3 separate regions of the Mus musculus genome follow, and regions 1 and 3 are each linked to region 2. Evidence: chromatin contacts called from public HiChIP or PLAC-seq and promoter capture Hi-C data. All regions are on one chromosome and are shown on one strand. The core of a region is the stretch at or near the end of the contact, and the rest is flanking DNA. Distances in the headings are between cores, read along the strand shown. Region 1 holds the start of AI662270 (expressed sequence AI662270). Region 2 holds the start of Slfn1 (schlafen 1). Region 3 has its middle 21 kb from the start of Slfn2.

Evidence for each region. Promoter capture Hi-C pulls out the DNA fragments that hold promoters and counts their contacts. HiChIP or PLAC-seq counts read pairs in DNA pulled down with a chosen protein or histone mark.
Region 1: a contact with region 2 is called in a promoter capture Hi-C map of macrophages, with 6 read pairs. The contact joins the promoter of AI662270 here to the promoter of Slfn1 in region 2. A contact is called at or near these places in 7 of 39 promoter capture datasets (cranial neural crest, embryonic stem cells, macrophages and 2 more), 1 of 484 Hi-C or Micro-C datasets (nephron progenitors), 5 of 115 datasets of contacts at active chromatin or transcription factors (CD8 T cells, effector CD8 T cells, embryonic stem cells and 2 more) and 1 of 9 other capture datasets (adipose tissue).
Region 3: a contact with region 2 is called in a BATF HiChIP or PLAC-seq map of CD8 T cells, with 27 read pairs. The contact joins the enhancer-like site here to the promoter of Slfn1 in region 2. A contact is called at or near these places in 6 of 39 promoter capture datasets (the C10 cell line, the HPC-7 cell line, liver and 2 more), 5 of 15 datasets of contacts at CTCF or cohesin (CD8 T cells, the G1E-ER4 cell line, large pre-B cells and 2 more), 3 of 484 Hi-C or Micro-C datasets (Th1 cells, bone marrow-derived macrophages and nephron progenitors), 12 of 115 datasets of contacts at active chromatin or transcription factors (CD8 T cells, Th17 cells, bone marrow-derived dendritic cells and 8 more) and 3 of 9 other capture datasets (adipose tissue, liver and pancreatic islet).

The regions. Positions count from the first base shown.
Region 1 is chr11:83,222,050-83,225,398 of GRCm38.p6, reverse strand. AI662270 (expressed sequence AI662270) reads right to left here and starts at 1,823. Exons shown (of 4, transcript NR_015519.1): 1 at 1,748-1,823; 2 at 1,089-1,189; 3 at 768-947.
Region 2 is chr11:83,114,717-83,118,197 of GRCm38.p6, reverse strand. Slfn1 (schlafen 1) reads right to left here and starts at 1,378. Exons shown (of 2, transcript NM_011407.2): 1 at 1,136-1,378. Gm51911 (a long non-coding RNA gene) reads left to right here. Exons shown (of 3, transcript XR_003949745.1): 2 at 757-859; 3 at 1,395-3,471.
Region 3 is chr11:83,042,080-83,045,592 of GRCm38.p6, reverse strand. No RefSeq gene overlaps it. Among named protein-coding and RNA genes, the nearest start is that of Slfn2, 21 kb to the left of the region's middle. Within about 2 kb of position 1,587, at least 37 of the 459 cell types and tissues checked have an H3K27ac peak or open chromatin away from gene starts, as enhancers often do. A contact at or near this core is called in CD8 T cells, Th1 cells, Th17 cells and 4 more, where this site is marked.

The DNA.
Region 1 (3,349 bases), core at 574-3,073, 110 kb before region 2:
TAAAGTGCCTAGTTATCATATCAAACCAGACATGAGCTGCTAGTTTCTCCATGCATCCCTCAGTCCCTGCCAGTTCCAGGGCGTTCCTGGAAGGCATGTTCTGCTCCTACCCTGAACTCTCCAGCTCAGTGTTGGGCCACCTTTCCCCAACTGCACTTCCAATTCAACCATTTTGGTTACCAGACCCATCTCTCTCTCCTTTGGGCTTCCTGGCTGTTGTATTTTATAAAAAGAAAGAGAAGAAGGCAGGGATATGTTTGGTGGAGGCATAGTAAGGTGTTGGGGAAAGGGTCCCTTTGCTGGCTCATGCTGAGGCATCCCTTCCCCCTGAGGTACCAGCCACGGGATGGTATAATATAGAATAGAATGTAGGGCATAGGGATGTGAGTTGAGGGAGTAGAGACAGAGAAAGGCAGAGATAGTAGTGGCTGGCCATGAGCACGTGGAGAGTAGGGAGGGGAATGAGGAGAGGGAGGAAGTGAGTAAGGGAGCAAGGGCAAGAGGAGAAGAGCAGAGAGCAAAAGTGAGGAGGGGGCAAGCAGTCCCTTTTATAGTGAGTCAGGTATACCTGGCTGTTGCCAGAAACTGTGGGCAGAGCCTAGACAAAATGCCAACCCGGGCTGCTGCACCTGGTACCTCTCTTTCCTCCCTCCCTCTCCTCCATCTCCTAAAAAAGCTAGGGACATGTTCATTCTGGACGCTCCAAGAAGATTCTGCCCCGTGGCTCTGCCTCCCTTTCAATCCACAAACTTTCTCTTCCACTATACCTGGGACCAGTCCTCTTCCTTTCTTTTTATTTCTTTTTCTCATACACATGGCGCCGAAAACCAGGACCAGTCATGTTTTCTTTCTTTCTTTCTCTTTTTCATTCAGCCAAGATGAAGGATTTTGCCCAGAACCACTCCGGGTCCCCAGAAAATGGCGGCAGAGGTAGTTTGCAGAGTCATCTAAAGGCGTATACCCATAAAGCCATTTGGCTTTCCCATCAGGTCCAATTAGAAGCAAACACATATCTTTACGTACTTCCTGCTTTTGTACCCAACCCTCCCCCTTAATTCAGGCAGGGGCATGCATGTTTCCTCACTTACCAACTGGGGGCAGGCTCCTAGAAGAAACTTCCATGCCGATGTTTCAATGTTTCGTTTTGGTAACACAAACTAACAGGCAGCCACGAAAACTCTTGACCAAACTCAATGCAGTAAAGAGTGCATTTTATACAGGGCTTTTAATATGAAGTTTCCTCCCCCCCCCCCCCATCTAATATATAGGCTAACTTATAATTGGATTTTTAAAACCTTCAGGTTGGATTTTAAAGTTAGCCTGGATGCGGAGGAAGGAAGGGCCAGCCAGGCGATACAGAGGGACTCATGTGAGCCTTGTGGCAGAAACTAAAACCACATGCTGGTCTCCTTGTCCTTTCTTGACAGCCTTCAGGGAGGGTGACAGGAGCGGTTGCAGGAAGGATGTGATAAATCTCACATACATTCAAAACATTTCTCAGGCCTCATGGTTATTTTCTGTGTTTCCTTCTCTTGCTCTCCATGATCTGAGGATATTGTTCCTTCCGCACTGGTCAGTTTCTTCTAAAGAGGCCCCCCGTGTGATTTCAGTTATATAGCAGGACTTTCTGACCCAGAAGCAGTACAAATGATGACACAGAGGCTATCGGGTATTTTAAAGCTTAAGCCTATAGCTGGGCAGATTTCCAACCAACTTTCTAGTTCATCCCGATTTGTCCTGGCATTACCTTCCATGTGTGGCCAGCTCTGCGTCTCTGCTCCTGTTCAGGTCCATCTTTCATCTCCGAGGCCCCAGGCGACTTTGGCGCCTTTGCTTTCTTTTTCCAGAGTCCCTCCCCAGGAAGTTCTGCCCTCCACTCTCTGCCCAGCTATTGGCTGTCAGCTCTTTATTACAGCCAATAAGCAAGTAAAGAAGGTCTAATATTTACAAAATATAGGACCTCTGATAGGCCACAGAAATAATACTAAGAGGCAGGCAGATTTCTGAGTTCGAGGCCAGCCTGGTCTACAAAGTGAGTGCCAGTGACAGCCAGGGCTACACAGAGAAACCCTGTCTCGAAAAAAACAAAAAAACATAACAAAACAAAAAAACAAAAACAAAAAAACCCCGACAACAACAAAAAAAGAAATAATACCAAGATCCGGCTCGCACTCAGCTGTCTGGCTAGTGCTTAGTTTGCTGATGGTTTATCCCTCAACATTGAGTATATAGAGAGCCACCTTCACATAATGCACCCCTAACTCAACTACAAGGATTTTGCTTTTACCTTTGGTGCCAGATCGTTAGTCCTGGTTTTACTCAGTGCTGGCCAGTGGATGAAATCAAGAGTCATGACCTTTTGTCTTCTCTCTCCTGAGAAGATTCCATACAGCAAGCCTGTAAGCTCCTCTCAGTAGTCTTGGTCCGTATTTAATATTTCATAAATGTTTGCTTTAAATTTGGCCTGAAGTGGTTGCGTTCATTTTTTTTTTTCCCAGCAAAACCCAGTATAAACATAAACCCTGCAGATGCACTCAGGCGATGCTGGGAGGCAGAAATCAGAGTGGCCAAGGACCTGGCACAGTCATCAGTGTTCCAATGTCTAGTTGCACAGCTAAAGTGAGAATTCCCCAGGATGCCTGGTACTCCAGGGATTATGCAAGGATGCCTCTGAAACAGACTCCTGTCCATTACATTCTCCTTGTCAGACTGATGGAACCTCTATGAGACACTAGTCATTTGTTACAGTTGTCTTTGATGTCATGTATATTTTGGTCTCTTAAGTCAATATCTGATCCATCTTTGTGTGTTAAGACTTGGAAGGCTATGAAACTAGATGACACAAGAGGGACTGATGGACCTCTGAAGGAAAGAAGTCCAATCGTTACATGTCATTGTCCTCTCTTATGTATCTATCCTATGTTTGTATGTTCTGACTCAGGGCTGTAAGGCACAGCTGCACCCAGGGCTCCAGGTGGTGCCTAGCTCCACCTTCAGCTGCTTCTTGGGAGCAGGAAAACTGCATTGATAAAAACTTCACATCTCAGAACACTGAGTATGCATAAGGGGATGGGGTTGGATGAAGGATTCACAAGTAAATCCCCGGGCTCAATGGAGAGCTTTGTAAAACCTGGGGTCCCACATGGAAGCCAGGCACTGCCAAACTGCCTTGTCCCTCTTCTGCATCAGGCCAGAACCAGCTCCTGTCCAAGCTATGGATGAGTCTGATTTCTACCCTGTATGTTTAGATGTGGATCTTATGTGTATGAATGTACATGACCATTGCATGCTAGTTTCTGCCTGGTCACGAATTCAAGAATAAATGTTATTTCTTATTCCTTCTGCCAGT
Region 2 (3,481 bases), core at 129-2,628:
TCTCTGCTACTTATTCCCTCCCTGCCCTTCCCATCCAGCGCTACCTTAATCAGGTCCTGTCCCAAGACAGCACCCCTGGTTCACTCCCCAACAACAACAGGATCCACATCTCACATTAATGTGCTGATGGAGGATGCATATTCACTGGCAAATTTGGAACTCAGGAGAACTGCAGTGGAATCATTTATAGAGAGTCTGTGGGATAGCCTGGGACCTGGTCTATCTCAATACAACACCTGTGACTACAAAAAACATTTCTATGATTCAAATGCTCCCTGGGGGCATCTATCCAGAAAATGGTCTTTAACAACTAAGCTGGACTCTGAGGCTCACCAAATTTTAATACCTACACGAAACTCCCTGATATCCCAGAAGCAATGAGTTGGTTTTAAATATTAGTAGTTTCTTTCAAAATTCTTTATAGTGTTCACTGGAGAAAATTCTGAGCACTGAAATAAAAAAAATTGCTGTTTTTATCTTTGGTGGAAAACAGATGACAATCAGGCAGGCAACCCTACTTCTGTAAGCAATGCCAATTGGTAGGAAGGCACGGAATGAGGACACAAGAGTGGGAAAAGCTCTTGAGAAACAGCTGTAGAGCATTTCCAGCTAGGATGCTGCTTTGCCTCTTGCTTGGGAGAGCAATGCTCTTGTTTTCTAGGGAAAAACCTCCAGGGTCTGAGGTTCTTAGATCTACTTAGTTCCAGAGTGGAGTTCTTCATTGTTTAAGGGCAATTTCCCCATACCTTTCCACAGGGTCATGTCTTCAAGAAGATGGAGCACCTTCAGAGGGGCTTGCCTCAGTAACTCCTACTTCATACACCCTCTTGGATTATTTCAGAACCTTCTATCTGGATCTGTAAGTAGCCCAATCTACGCAGACCGAGGGAGGGATTTTTCTCTCATCCCACACTCCCCTAGTATCTAAGTCCTCCTCAGCCAGTGATGGAGGCTATGAAGGTCCCAAGGAGCCAGAGTTCCTAGAGAAGCACCAAAGCAGCCAGGGTTGTCCTTAGAGCTCTGGGTTGTACTGGCAGCCCCACATCATCCCACAGCCCGCAGAATGCATTCTTGGTAGGCACTGGGACAGAGAGGTTGCGACAGAGGCGGCGGCCATGGAGGATGGCTCACTTACCTAAGCTGCTCTACTGAGCACGTTCCCTCAGCTGCTTGAAGTCAACTGCGAGCTAGCTGTGAGCTAGCTGTGCTGTGGACACTTGCGGGCCAGAGGAAGTAAGGCAAAAGCTTGAGACACCCACAGCAGTGGGAGTGGTGGCTGTCTCCAGAAGTCCTTCTCAGCACTTGGATTTGAGGGATGAGCTACAGTGCCTGTGGTTGCTCTCGGCTTTTGTCTTGACCGACCTTAGTGGATTGCACTGTTTCATCCTCTCTAGGTCCCGATTTCAGTTTTGGAGAACCCCGGTTTCATTGGTTGATGTCACTCCAGGAAGTGTGAGACATCTCCTTCAGCTCTTTCATCCCCTCTGTGATTGCCACTCCACCTGTCAGAACTGAAGAACAAGGCTTCTAGACTTTTGAACTTAACCTTTACAGCGTCACTCAAATCCCCAGGGCAAAGCTGCGGCTGCTGCTGTCCTGACCCTCAGAAGAGCAGGTGACACTAGGCACAGCATGAGCACCTGTTGAAGCCTCTCCAGGGAGGAAGATGATTGGAGAGGGAAGCTGAGCCAGGGGAGGCAGAGTAGGATGCTGGCTCACAAGGTGCAAGCTGCATCTCCTAACTCTTTGGGAAGATGGGTTTCTATGGGAGGTTCCAAGGGCAACCCAAGCGGACAAGACTCACCAGCTCTTTCTTTGTGCCCTCTCTTTTGATAATTTTGGTAATATAAGTTTCCCTGGCTCAGTGCATTTTAGATCCAAAAAGCCAGCTATGAGAAGAAAGACAAGGCTGTAGAGTTGAGAGGAGAGAAAATGAAGGGAGTGAGCAGAAAGGACAAGCCTGGGAAAAGTGATAGGAGCGAGGAGGCAAGGGAGCAGCAGAGGTCCCTCAGAAACCCAGCTGTGGGTGCCTCTCCACCATCAGCCTCAGGCAGGTGTGGAGACTGGGGGTGACTCCAGCACCCTTACTCAAGACACCCCAGTTCAAGGGAAATGGATCAGTAACAAGATGCCCTACTTCCTACCCCACCTTAACACCTATAAGTATGAATGTTAATTTGTTGCAGTTGGGTTTGGATCTTTTGTGACATACTGTTGTTAGGACAATGCCACATTCATTCTGTTATCTTCTGGACTTTCCCGCCACTCTTATGTTCCTGAGCTTCTGGGACCTCAGAAGGAAATGGTGCCTAAGACCTCGAACCTAAACTTGATCTGCCAACACAAACTTGTATCCAGTGCCCTTGCACACCTATTGGACATCATTGCAAGTTTTGGACCTTACAACACTTGACTCATCAGAATTTCTCATTTTCTAGAATCCTTGAAGTTTCAGTAGAATCTCAGATGTTGCAAAATATATACTGGTATGAATGCTTTACTTATGTGGTATATGCATACTCATACATGCATAGTGAAATGCCATTCAGATGTAAAGAAAAGTGAAATCATGTCCTTTCCAGGAATGAAAACAGAAGTGAAGAGGAAACACTCACTGTGCTGAAGAAAATGACCTGGAAATGCAAATATGCCTAGCATCTCACCTCTATGGAATTTCACACTGTTGCTTGAAGAAGGTATCTAAAGGGAGGAGGAAAAAGAAATGAGAGAAGCTGGAGTAGCCACAAATGACAAATATTGCATGTTTCTCTAATTTGCAAAATCCAGATCTGTATATACACGTATATTCATGGACACCAGAGGGCGACTGTGGGATGAGTAAGGTAACCATCAGAAGAGAAGAGGAAGAAGAGGGGAGGAAAAAGGGGAGGTGACTGTCAGTACAATGGCATTGTGTGGGAAGCTGTAACCAGTACACTATTTTATGTGTTGGCTAAAAACAATTTAAACACAAGCAAACATGAATATTCCAGATCCTCCAGTTCTGTCTACTCAACAGCAGGAGCTGTGTATCAGATGCCAGAAGGATCACCTCTTCATCTTAGAAAGCATTGGTCAGAGAAGACAACAGCGCTATCCCGGAGATCCTTGAGAGGAGGGGGAGTGGGTGATTGACTGGCAAACTTTGGGGGTGATTGTACACCCAAAATGAGTTGGTTATGATGATTATGCTCTTTCATGCCACTAAAGGCTTGTTGGGAACCTGCTGAGCCACTGAGGTCATCAGACATCTCTGTGGACATCGGGCATCTTGACAGTAGCAGCAGCAGCATCTAGCTCCATAGGCAGCATTCCAGTTATGCAGATTAAGGTGTGGTGCTTGATCTTATAAGTTCAAGATCTGAGTATCCAGGGCCAGACTGGAGAATCCTGTGAGGCCCTTGAATAACATCACCACAGGGAGTATTCCTTACTGGAGAGTGATACAGGTCTGAAGGTTAGAAGGAAAACCAAGTGACCT
Region 3 (3,513 bases), core at 338-2,837, 73 kb after region 2:
GCATAAATGGAGTATCTCCGGAGTCTAACTCTTCAGGTCTACAAATAAAGAGATTATGTACTGAAATAAAGGGCTATTCTTTTGAACCAAGGACTCTCAATATATTTGGACTGCTGTTGTTGGGGGGTCAAGACCCAAAGACCACTCAGCATGATCAAAGTTTAAATTAGGCTTGGAGAGATACACTTCTCACAGAACAGCCTCAAATGCACATTTCAGGGAATTTTTTATTAGTTTATTTATTATGTATATAGTATTCTTCCTACCTGTCTACCTGCATTCCAGAATTGGGCCTCAGGCCCTAGTATAGATGGTTATGAGGCACAATGTGGTTGCTGGGAACTGAACTCAGGACCTCTGGAAGAGCAGCTATATTGGCTGGTTTTGTGTAGCAACTTGACACAAGCTGGAATTATCACAAAGAAAGAAGCCTCCCTTGAGGAAATGCCTCCATGAGATCCAGCTATAAGGCATTTTCTCAATTAGTGATCAAGGGTGGGAGAACCCCTTGTGGGTGGTGCCATCCCTGGGCTGGTAGTGCTGAGTTCTATAAGAAATCAGGCTGAGCAAGTCAGGGGAAGGGAGCCAGTAAGTAACATCCCTCCATCCAAGCCTCTGCATCAGCTCCTGCTTCTTGACCTGCTTGAGTTCCAGTCCTGACTTCCTTTGGTGATGAACAGCAGTATGGAAGTGTAAGCTGAATAAACCCTTTCCTCCCCAACTTGATTCTTGGTCATGATGTTTTGTGCAGGAATAGAAACCCTGACTAAGACAGCAGTCTATGCTCTTAAACTCTGAGCTATCTCTCCAGCCCTACAGGGAGATTTTTCCTTATTGGATATTTTCTTTATTTACATTTCAAATGTTATGCCTTTTTCTGGTTTCCCCTCAGAAAAAATACCCTCCTCCATCCCCTCCCCCTGCTCACCAACCCACCCACTCCTGCTTTCTGGCCCTGGCATTCCCCCACACTGGGGCATAGAGCCTTCATAAGATAAAGGGCCTCTCCTCCCACTGATGTCTGAGTAGGCCATCTCTGGTACATATGCAGCTGGAGCCATGAGTCCCACCATGTGTGCTCTTTGGTTGGTGGTTTAGTCCCTGGGAGCTCTGCGGGTACTGGCTAGTGAGAGGCTCTGCCACTGCCTCACAAATACAGAGGTGGATGCTCACAGCCATCCATTAGACTGAACATAGAATCCCCATTGAAGGAGCTAGAGAAAGGAGCCAAGGAGCTGAAGGGGTTTGCAGCCCCATAGGAGGAACTACTGGGAGATTTTAAAGACAACACAGAAAAACTACATCCTTGTTGCAGTTGCAGGGAAAAATAAAGCATAAAGCAAGCAAGCAGTCTAACAAGAGTCAAAAATATACAGTCAGCTTGGGCATTTCCACCTCGAGTTTCTAGAACATGGTGGGGGGCTTTCCCCCGACACAGGGCTTTCCATGGCAGGGGTAGAAAAGGTGTGGGTGGGGGCCGGGGTCAGTTTCAGTTTAAACCAAGATGGTTTCAGCTGAGTCAGAATAGAAGAACCTTTGTCCTGTTACACCATCACCAGTAGTCAGAGACTTGTTTGGGAGGCACTAGCTAAAGAGCAGCTCCCACAGAAATAATATATGATTCAAACATGAATCATGGCTTAGGATGGTGAAGCGCAAAAGAAGACATCCATGAAGTCAAGGACACTGAACCCCAGTTTCATTAGGTAAAAACCAAACTAGTGCCGGGCGTGGTGGAGCTCGCCTTTAATTCCAGCACTCGGGAGGCAGAGGCAGGTGGATTTCTTAATTGGAGGCCAGCCTGGTCTACAAAGTGAGTTCAGGAAAGCCAGTGCTATACAGAGAAACCCTGTCTCGAAGGAAAAAAAAAACCAAAAAACAAAAAACAAAAAAAATAAAAAAAAAAACAAAAAACAAAAGAAACCCAACAAAACAAAACAAAACAAAAACCTAGTAGAGGTACTTGGGACTGCTGAGTGTAGACGAATCTCTCCTTCATGACTTGCCCTTAGATCCTGAAGCAATCCATACTCCCTCCACAGCAGCTTATGATACTAGAAGTATCGAGATGTTCCATGGGGATGGTGGGGTGACACAAGATCATAACTGAGGAAAAAAATGATATAAAATGCTCAAGTCTCTGCCATGCCTTTGGTTTAAAAGGACACACACATGCCTGGTACACTCAGGGGGCAGAGGATGGCAGTGAATCCTATGGAACTGGAGTTGCAGGCAGTCATAAGCTGTCATGTGGGTACTGGGACTTGAACCTGGGCTCTCTAGAAGAGCAGCCCATGCCTCTAATCTCTGAGCTATCACATTCTAGTCCCATTATGAGTGTCTTTTGACTAAATAAACAGCAGTAAAATATTAATTATCTATCATGGAGTCTCTATACCGCAGGATTGTGGATCTCCTTGAGGGACTATTTCTACAGCAGACTTGGAGGTGTGGTTCTTTGCCACCTTTGCATAGAGCACTTTTATGGAAGGAAGGTTCCACTCCAGGAAACTAAAAGGTCTCCTTCTAACAAAATTGTAGGACATCAGAAAGACCTAAAAGATAAGAGAACCTAATTATCCAAGTTTCCCTGTTCATACTTCAGTGAACCTTCCCAGGTTCTAATCAACATCAGTTTTCACATTTTCAGGCAGGGACCTGAACTGGGTTCATTAGGCAGAGGATGACTTTGCACTTGAAAGGAAAGTAACATTTTACCCAAGACATTAGGCCTCAAGTTGCTTAAGCGACTGTGGTGGTTTGAATATGCTTGGCCCAGGGAGTGGTAGTATTTGGAGGTGAGGCCTTGTTGGAGGAAGTGTGACACTGTGGGTGTGAGATCTAAGACCCTCATCCTAGCTGCCTGGAAGCCAGTCTTCTCCTAGTGGCCTTCAGATGAAGATTTAGAACTCTCAGCTTCTCCTGCACCATGCCTGCCTGTATTCCCACATTGATGATAATGGACTGAACCTCTGAACCTGTAAGCCTGCCCCAATTAAATGTTATGAGAGTTGCCTTGGTCATGGTGTCTGTTCACAGCAGTGAAACCCTAACTAAGACCGTGACCTTCAAGCAGAAAAAGCAATGCTGGAACAACCACAATACTCATCCTCAAGCTTTATTCCAGAGTCACAGTAACAGAAATAGTGTGGTACTGGCACAAACCCACACATGTAGGCCAGGGGAATAAAACAGAGGTCCCAGAAATAACCCACATAGTTACCCCCTAAGCTTTGACATAGCCATAACAGACAAACAAACAAACAAACAAACCCATACATTGGTACATTCAGGAGAACAGCCTCAGCCAGGAGGCAGAGGCCATCCTGGTGTACAGAGCAAGTTACAGAACAGCTTGTCTTCAAAAACCAAAAAGAAAAAAAATGGAGGAGGAGAATAAGGAGGAGGAGGAAGAGGAGGAGGGGGGAGGGAGGGAGGAAGGAAGGAAGGAAGGAAGGAAGGAAGGAAGGAAGGAAGGAAGGAAGGAAGGAAGGAAGGAAGGAAGGAGAAGGA